3 separate regions of the Sus scrofa genome follow, and regions 1 and 2 are each linked to region 3. Evidence: chromatin contacts called from public HiChIP or PLAC-seq data. All regions are on one chromosome and are shown on one strand. The core of a region is the stretch at or near the end of the contact, and the rest is flanking DNA. Distances in the headings are between cores, read along the strand shown. Region 1 overlaps LOC102157603. Region 2 overlaps LOC102157603. Region 3 overlaps ZC3H7A (zinc finger CCCH domain-containing protein 7A).

Region 1 (2,700 bases), core at 191-2,690, 410 kb before region 3:
TTCTAAGCAGAAGGAACAGTCTGTGCAAAGGCTCAGCAAGGGGCACTCTCCCTGCTGGTGGGTGCCACAGGTGGAGGGTGGCTCAAGGGCACTGTAGGGGACTTTTGTGGGTAGGAGCATAGTTTACTCTCTCTCTCTTTTTTTTTGGCTGTGCCCACAGCATGCGGAAATTCCTGGGCACGGTATTGAACCCACGCCACAGCAGTGACAATGCTGGATCCTTAACCTCTAGGCTACCAGGGAACTCCCATGCTCTTAAATGTCTCTAAAACTCATTGCTACCGCCCCACCTTGGTCCATGACACCATCATTCTCGCCCAGCTCACTGGCGTCTCTGCTGCCCCCTGCTGGTCCCTCCCAACACAGCAGCTCAGGGAATCCAAAAGCATCATTTGGATCACGTCCTCAAAAGACCTCCAGGTTCAAAGAGACTAAAATCCAAACTCCTCCCTGTGGCCTGACAGGCTCTGCATGCCTGGACCCCCTCCTGCTCACTGTCTCCCCCTTACCCACTGTGCTCCAGCCCAGTGGCCATTCCTTCAACATACCCAATTCATTCCTGCCCCAGGCCCTTTGCACATCTTGTTCTCTCTGCCTGGAATGCCCTTTCGCCAGCTTGCCAATGGCTGATACTTCCTTGCCTGTCATTGGGGGTAGTTCAAATGTCTCCCCCTTAGTGGGGCCTATCCTGGACACCTGCATAGTTCTCCGTAATTCCTACTCGCATCCCCTATTCTGTTTTTTCTATAGGCTATATCATCATCTGGCCTTTTTCCTTCTTATTTTTTGGTCAGTCTCCCCACTATACTCTACACTTGAGGAAGGACCCATCAGGCCTGTTCCAGGCAATATTCTCAGCTTCTGGAATAGTTCCCGGCTTGGTACCTAGAAGATGCTCAAAAAATGGAAACTGACATCACAGCCCTGCCTGCACCGGATCCTTCCCGGAATCTCTCTTATTTCAAAGAGCTGCCCCAGGAACCACCCCCTCTGCCCTGGCCCTGGCCCCCTCCACACACCTGGGGGAAGGTCTGTTCCAGCTTGATGATGTTGGCAAGACTGTTCTTGGCAGCTACGAGCCTGGTGCCGACGTGGAAATGATGCTCCTCCATCCTCAAGACAAACGTGCTCTCGGCTCCACCCTCCGAGTATCGCAGCTGGGTTGGAAGAAAAGCAGGTCAGATCTTTGCAGGTGTAACACTCAGGAAGACGCTGGCTCCATGCTCTACGTAAGCTCTGCTTCCCAAAGCCCCAGGCCCCCCCCAAACTCACAGCTCCCTGGGTGGGATAAAGGCTGATGTGAGGGTCCTGAATCTCCATTTCAACGACCAGGTGTGACCATGACAACAATCTCCCAGTGCCCTTCACGCTATGACACTGACTTGAAAAGAGCCAGTGGCCTGGGCGGGCAGGCAAGAATTCTAGCTGTACGATCACTGTAGACAGCAGGACGGGCAAATGCCCAGGACCACACACAGGCATCGGGCATGGCATCCAACATGGCTCTTCCAGGTATGGGTGAAGAACCTCCGGCTAGTTCTTTACCTACACGAGCCTCCCTTTCCAACCTGATAAATGGCGATAAGGATACCTGCTTTATTAATGGGTTGATATGAAAATTATATGAAATAATGTGCTAACTTCCACGTTGGCCGGATAGCGGAAATCACTTAGGGCACTTGCTAAAAATACAGATTCTAGGCCCCACCCTAAGACCTTTAAAAATGGAACCTCTTGGAACAGGGCCTAGAACTGGTGTTTTTAAAAGCTCTGCAGATGCCCCATTAACTTTGCGATGCCCCTGTGAAAAATGTCCACCTTGAATTACGTCTTAGACAAACAATCTGACAAATTCAGATGTGTGATTAAAAAAAATTGCCTGGACACTGGCAAGTCGCTAGTGTTTTGTTTTGTTGTCTTTTTGTCCTTTTAGAGCAGCACCTGCGGCATATGGAGGTTCCCAGGCCAGGAGTCAAATCAGAGCTGTAGCCGCTGGCCTACACCACAGCCACAGCCATGCAGAATCCGAGCCGCATCTGCGGCCTACACCACAGCTCACGGCAATGCCCGATTCTTAACCCACTGAGCAAGGCCAGGGATCGAACCTGCAACCTCATGGTTCCTAGTTGGATTTGTTAACCGCTGCGCCACGACAGGAACTCCTGGAGTCAGCCTTTCTGGCCAAAGTTGTCCCTCCTCCTGATCTTGCAAATAAAGTGTTACTGGAACACAGTCAGGCCCATTTATTTAAATACTGTCTGTGGCTGCTTTTTCGTTGCAGGGGTGAGATGAACAGTTGCAAGAGAGCCGGAATTGGGTGTAAAGGCTAAAACAGTTCTTACAAAACAGCTGGAAAGGGCATTATTGCACAAGAAGAATTCTTGTGGCAACTGGGAAATGTTTTACAAACTATATGTCTGATAATGTCACCCGTTAAGTTTCCTGAATTTTGTAATTCTATTGGGTCACACAAGAAAATAGCCTTGTTACAGGAATAAAGAGGTATGCTATCTCCGAAAACATCTCAGGATCAACTCATGACAATACAGAAAAAAAAATGGGTACGAATACACAAATGTATAAGCATATGTAAGTATAAGCGGAAAGATGTGGCAAGATATTACCAATCGGTGCTATAAGAGAAATACCCGGGATGTATGGATAACAGGATGACTGCAGCCAAGCCTGCTGTCTGGTATA
Region 2 (2,710 bases), core at 67-2,566, 430 kb before region 3:
CTCTCTGATGGCTCTGAAGACCTTTGTTTTGGTTTTGCTGCAGTCACTCTGTTTGTGTCTTTTTCTTTTCTTTTTTTTTAAAGGGCCGCACCCGTAGCATAGGGAAGTTCCCAGGCTAGGAGTCCCATCAGAGCTGTAGTCGCCATCCTACACCACAGCTCACAGCAACGCCAGATCCGAATCTGCAACCTACACCGCAACTCATGGCAATGCTAGATCCTTAACCCACTGAACAAAGCCAGGGATTGAACCTGCATCCTCACGGATGCTAGTCAGATTTGTTTCCACTGAGCCACGGCAGGAACTCCTGCAGTCACTCTGATGGGTCTTGGAAAGGGTTTATTAACAGCATTTGGGGCGCGTTGTACTTCTTCAATCTGAGGAGTCACATCTCTCAAATCCTCATTTTGTTTTTGAAATTCCTTCATGGTTTCCAATTAATTTTCTCTTCTGCTATTAAGGTTTAAATTTCAGTGAATACTTTTCTTCGTTTTTCTTTTTTTTCCCCTTTTTTTGGCCACCCCACGCACGGATTATGGAGTGCCTGGCCCAGGGATCGGTGCTGAGGTGCAGTTGTGACCTACGCTGCAGTGGGAACTCCTATTTTTTCATTTCTAAAACTTAGTTTTGGAATGGTGCTTGTCTTTAATAATGTCTAATTCTAGCATCTGAAGTCTTGGAGAAAGATTTTTCTCCTTGATCAAACTCTATTTGGGCTCCTTACAACTCTTCTCAAGCAAGCCCTGACTTTCGGTCTCCCGTCATCTCTGTGTCATCCAGCTCTAGCAGGACCCCCCACAGCTGATCACCTCAACATCTGACTAGGGGTCCTCACCCAGGGACCACCCGGGCCTGCCTTCAGCGAGAATCTCGTTAGGTCAGGTGAGCCGGAATCTTGCCCACGCCTGATGTTACCCCTTAGGATTTTTTTTTTGGCTTTTTAGGGCCGCACCCACCCACAGCTCATAGAAGTTCCTAGGCTAAGGGTCAAACAGGAGCTGTAGCTGCCAGCCTACACCACAGCCATGGCAACGCAGGAGGCAAGTTGTGTCTGTCATCTGCACTACAGCTCTTGGCAACACTGGATCCCCAACCCACTGAGCGAGGCCAGGGATCGAACCCGCATCCTCATGGATACCAGTCAGATTCGTTTCCACTGTGACACAGCAGGAACTCCCCCTTAGGAATTTTCTATCCCCTGACCACCACCCTGCTCCTGGACTATCACTTCCCCCTTTTCCTTGTTGAGCCTAATCATCCTTCCTGTAATGTAGAGACCTCTCTCCCTGTCACTCTAGATCTTCCAGTAACCTCCCCCCGCTTCCTGTTTTTCTACGAATGTCATGAGTAAGTGCTCTGTTTACAGGGCTGCTGTTTGCTGTAGTCTCTAACTTCCGGGTCTGGGGAGCGGGGCTTGAGCTACAGGAATCATGCACGGCACCGGCTGCAGGGCTGCCTGGAGGTCCCCAGACACTGTAGGGAGTGGACATTCAACCCCCCTAATGGCAAGTCTGTGGTTCTAAGTTTATGTCTTTTTAGGGCTGCACCTGCGGCATATGGAGGTTCCTAGACTGGGGGTCGAATCAGAACTGTAGCCACCGGCCTACACCACAGCCACAGCCACACCAGATCCGAGCCGCGTCTGCAACCTACACTGCAGCTTGTGGCAATGCCAGATCCGTAACCCACTGAGCGAGGCCCGGGGACCTCATGGATGCTAGTCCAATTCGTTTCTGCTGAGCCACGACGGGAACTCCTGTGGTTCTATGTTTTTAGGAGCTGACTTTACAGCTGCCTGACCTCCCGGAGATTGTCTCCTGTGCCAGAGGTCACAGGCTCACTGGAGTTGGCATGGAGGCGGGAGCTACGAGCCCTTTTTGTCTTTCTCAATAAGCACCCCTTTGCATATAACTTTGCTTTGATGATTGGCTCACTGTACGACAGCTAAGTGCCTGACTCCTTGGCAGGAGCTATGAGAAAGAACCTGGTTTTTCTCTCTGGGATGGAAGGCAGAAGTCAACCAGGCAGGGTTGGAGCGCGAGTGGCCGCGGCAGCTTACCGCACTGTGGAGGAGGGTCCAGGGGCACGGAGCCCCGGGCACACAGGTGGATGTAGGCGGCTGCCAGGTTGCAGGCAGGTGGGTGCTCCTGGGTGCCACAGGGGTCCTGGATGCACAGGCTAAGGAAGGGCGCGGGGTCCACCTGCAATCCAGCACCCGCGATCAGTGACCCTGCCCCCCCTCCTCCCCCCCCCGCACCCTGGGGAGTAGCTTAGAAGAGGCGGGGGCGGGGGGCTAGATCGGGGCCAGGGCCACCTTTGTCCCTCAGCCCATCTGCTTGAGTGGCCTCTGCAGCCGCACACTCACCACCCCGAAGCAGCTCCTCAGGCTGGAGCGGGGGTCCTGGAAGAGGGCCTGGCAGGCGGGGCTCTGTCCTGGGCATGCGGGTCGTGTCTTCTCCACAGCCTCGCAGTCACCACTCACCTGGGGGGACGAACCTAAGACTCTGGCCTCCTGCCTGGACCTCTTCTCCTGGGCGGCTCCGCTGGGTGCAGTGGCCTCAGGAGGGGACCGCCACCCCCTGGGCCACCCCAGAGCCGGCAGGCCCAAGAGCCTTGGTGAGGGGGGCCCACCACACCCTGCTTAGGTCCATGGCCAAGTCGCCGGACGCTTCCCTCTCCAGGGCGCATCTGGATCCCACCTGGTTCCTTC
Region 3 (2,728 bases), core at 141-2,640:
GGCTAGGGGTTGAATCGGAGCTGTAGCCGCCGGCCTATACCAGAGCCACAGCAACGCGGGATCCGAGCCGCGTCTGCAACCTACATCACAGCTCACGGCAACGCCAGATCGTTAACTCACTGAGCAAGGGCAGGGCCCGAACCCTCAATCTCATGGTTCCTAGTCGGATTCGTTAACCACTGCACCACTACGGGAACTCCTACTCAACATTTCTATCTGGAATGCCCCCCAATCTTATACCCTCCTCCCAAGCCTAACCCTTTGATCAAACTTACCTTTTCAGAATGAAATCACCTTCTGGCCATTTGCTCAAACCAGTCACCTTCCTTCTCTTAACCACATCCAACCAATCCACTGGCAAAGCCTCTATGGGTGATACTGTCAAAGACATGCCAGGCACCCCAAGCCTGACAGCTCTAGAACCCCCTCTGCCGGAGTCGCACGTGGACGTCCCCAGAGCCTCCTCTCTGCTCTGCCCTTAGCTTCCATCCCCTCCCCCATCTGTTTCCCACATGGAACTGAAAGGAATGCTCTCTACAAACACAGATCGGTTGTCACAGCCCTGCTGAAAATCCTCCACTGGCGGCCCAGAGGCACTCAGAATGGGACCCAGACTCCCCAGCATGACGCACCACCCAGGCCCTGTCGCCCTGACTGTCTTCCTGTAGGTTCCTGGAATGAGTCAAGGGCTCTGTGTCCGGGACCCAGTGCTTGCTGTTCCCACTGCCCATGACACTCTTCCTAGATCTGCGCGGGGCTGGCTCCTTTCTTTTCTTTTTTCTTTTATTGATAGGCAAGAAACAGATCCAGATAGGTCGCTTGTGAGAGACGCGAGCGGGCAGGCGAGGAGGCCCTGCCAGCGCTGGCTCCTGTCAACCCAGGGTCTTGGTTTCAATGTCAGAGGCCAGCCTTCAGCCCACTACTGTCACCACACCCCGCTCCTACCCCTGCTCCCTTCCAGGGGTCCCTGTCCTTCGTCCTGGCTGTTTTACATGCTCCAGGACCAGGTCAATGAACCCTTGAAGGAAGACTGAATGAAGGGGTCCCATGTCAAAAGCACGACAAACCAAAGGATGGCACCAGAGGAGGTGACAGGAGACGAGCCGGCCTCGGAGGCCGGTCGAGCCAGGTGGTGAGGAAGTCACAGAGTGGGAATCAACAGGAGGCAGCGACAGTAAGTGACCTCCAAAGCTGGGGCGGCAACGAGTGCCACTGACCCCACCAGGGGAAAAGCAACTCAGACACACCCTCTCTGCCTTAAAGGAAAAGGAAATGGGGGGGGTGCAACTCTGAACAGTACTTTTTAAAGCAAGACACTCAGTTAGATCGGAATTTCATTCAGTTAACTACTCTCGCCGGCAGGAACACACGTCACCTTTCTGGAATCAGCTGTTACTCACTGAAGTTTTACAGAAGGAAAGGTACGCAGAGCTCTGGTCTACATAATCCCTTAACTACTGGTTCAGCACCTGTTCGGCGAAACCCATTAGCGCCAAGTCTAGTCCGATGCTGAACCACGGAATGCAAAACCATGAAAGTTTGGCCTTTCATGGTAACTTGAGAATCCAGCTCCCATTAGCAGAGGACAACAAGGCAAAGAAATGTGACTACAACACACGGTAGGGACAGAAGGAACGGCAAACACGGCCAGCTCGGCCTGCACTCCAGACACTCTTCTAAGTGCTTTACGTGGGTCAAAGCATCTGATCCTCCCGAGGAGCCTAGGAGGTGGGTGTAGGAGGAAGCCGAAGCACAGAGGGGTGACGCAGTCACAGAGGTCACACAGCTTGGGAGTGGCCGAGCCGGCCGGGTTGGCGCCCAGCCTGCCTTCTTATCCACGGAGCTATTTTGCCCTGCATGTGCCAGTGCTGCCTGGAGCGGGGCGAGCTCGTCCGAGTTGGCCCTGGGCTGGGCTGGGCAAGACAAATACAGCTCTGGCAGACAGGTGGGCACTTGACAGCCACTCAGGAGGAACAGAATAAACACAGGCCTCTGCACACGCAGGCAGACACGATGACGTGTGCAAGGGACGTAATTTAAGACAATCTGGACAAGTGGAAGGGACGCGGGGAGTTAGGACAGCAGTCCAGGGATGATCTCCATGTGGAATCCGCCCACGACGTCATGGGTGTAGACGTGAGGAATGAATATTCAACAGCCTTCGGGCCAAGACAGCCTCTCACAGGACCAGAGAGGAGGCCCCAGGGCATGGGGCCCAGGGCTTGTATTTTTCCCTAAGAAGCTAGTCCTAAATTTCAGGTGAGACATTATTATGAGTACCCACGTGTAGTAAATGCGGCCCTCAGCCTCCAGCCTCTCTTGGAAATGGCAGAAACAAACAAACAAACAAACAAACAAACAAACGCGCTTGAAGTAACAGCTGGGTCCAGGCCAGCTTGCAACAGTGTGAGCTCATTGTGGGAACTCTTCCGGCAGCAGCAGGATACACTTCACCCCTCAGAGACCACATGCCCAGGGAGCGAACCCGCATTACCTGGTTCTCCCTACAACGTTCCACTGCCCTCTTGAAACTCGGACTCTCCTGCTGGATATTTGATGAGACACTTTTTCCCCTTGATGGAGAAAGAAGCCCTCCGGATGAAGGCTGTGCGAAACACCTTCAGGAAGCATGTTCCTACTTTCTGCCACCCCACCTCCGCCCGCCCCGGAGCTTTGCTCTTTGAACTTGCCCTCAGATGTGTGCAGGGTGCCTCTTAAGGAGCCCAGC

The links. HiChIP or PLAC-seq counts read pairs in DNA pulled down with a chosen protein or histone mark.
Region 1: an H3K27ac HiChIP or PLAC-seq map of alveolar macrophages shows a contact between it and region 3. The contact joins two enhancer-like sites. A contact is called at or near these places in 15 of 47 Hi-C or Micro-C datasets (alveolar macrophages, blood, brain and 10 more) and 1 of 2 datasets of contacts at active chromatin or transcription factors (alveolar macrophages).
Region 2: a contact with region 3 is called in an H3K27ac HiChIP or PLAC-seq map of alveolar macrophages. The contact joins two enhancer-like sites. A contact is called at or near these places in 2 of 5 promoter capture datasets (fetal liver and skeletal muscle), 15 of 47 Hi-C or Micro-C datasets (alveolar macrophages, blood, brain and 10 more) and 1 of 2 datasets of contacts at active chromatin or transcription factors (alveolar macrophages).

What each region holds. Positions count from the first base shown.
Region 1 is chr3:31,742,686-31,745,385 of Sscrofa11.1, reverse strand. LOC102157603 reads right to left here. Exons shown (of 53, transcript XM_021086611.1): 33 at 1,020-1,157. Among named protein-coding and RNA genes, the nearest start is that of RMI2, 71 kb to the left of the region's middle. Within about 2 kb of position 1,440, at least 3 of the 83 cell types and tissues checked have an H3K27ac peak or open chromatin away from gene starts, as enhancers often do. A contact at or near this core is called in alveolar macrophages, where this site is marked.
Region 2 is chr3:31,768,392-31,771,101 of Sscrofa11.1, reverse strand. It overlaps LOC102157603, which reads right to left. Exons shown (of 53, transcript XM_021086611.1): 51 at 2,366-2,482; 52 at 2,060-2,201. Among named protein-coding and RNA genes, the nearest start is that of RMI2, 45 kb to the left of the region's middle. Within about 2 kb of position 1,316, at least 8 of the 83 cell types and tissues checked have an H3K27ac peak or open chromatin away from gene starts, as enhancers often do. A contact at or near this core is called in alveolar macrophages, fetal liver and retroperitoneal adipose tissue, where this site is marked.
Region 3 is chr3:31,335,238-31,337,965 of Sscrofa11.1, reverse strand. The region is part of intron 1 of ZC3H7A (zinc finger CCCH domain-containing protein 7A); the gene reads right to left. Among named protein-coding and RNA genes, the nearest start is that of ZC3H7A, 4.1 kb to the right of the region's middle. Within about 2 kb of position 1,390, at least 43 of the 83 cell types and tissues checked have an H3K27ac peak or open chromatin away from gene starts, as enhancers often do. A contact at or near this core is called in alveolar macrophages, fetal liver and retroperitoneal adipose tissue, where this site is marked.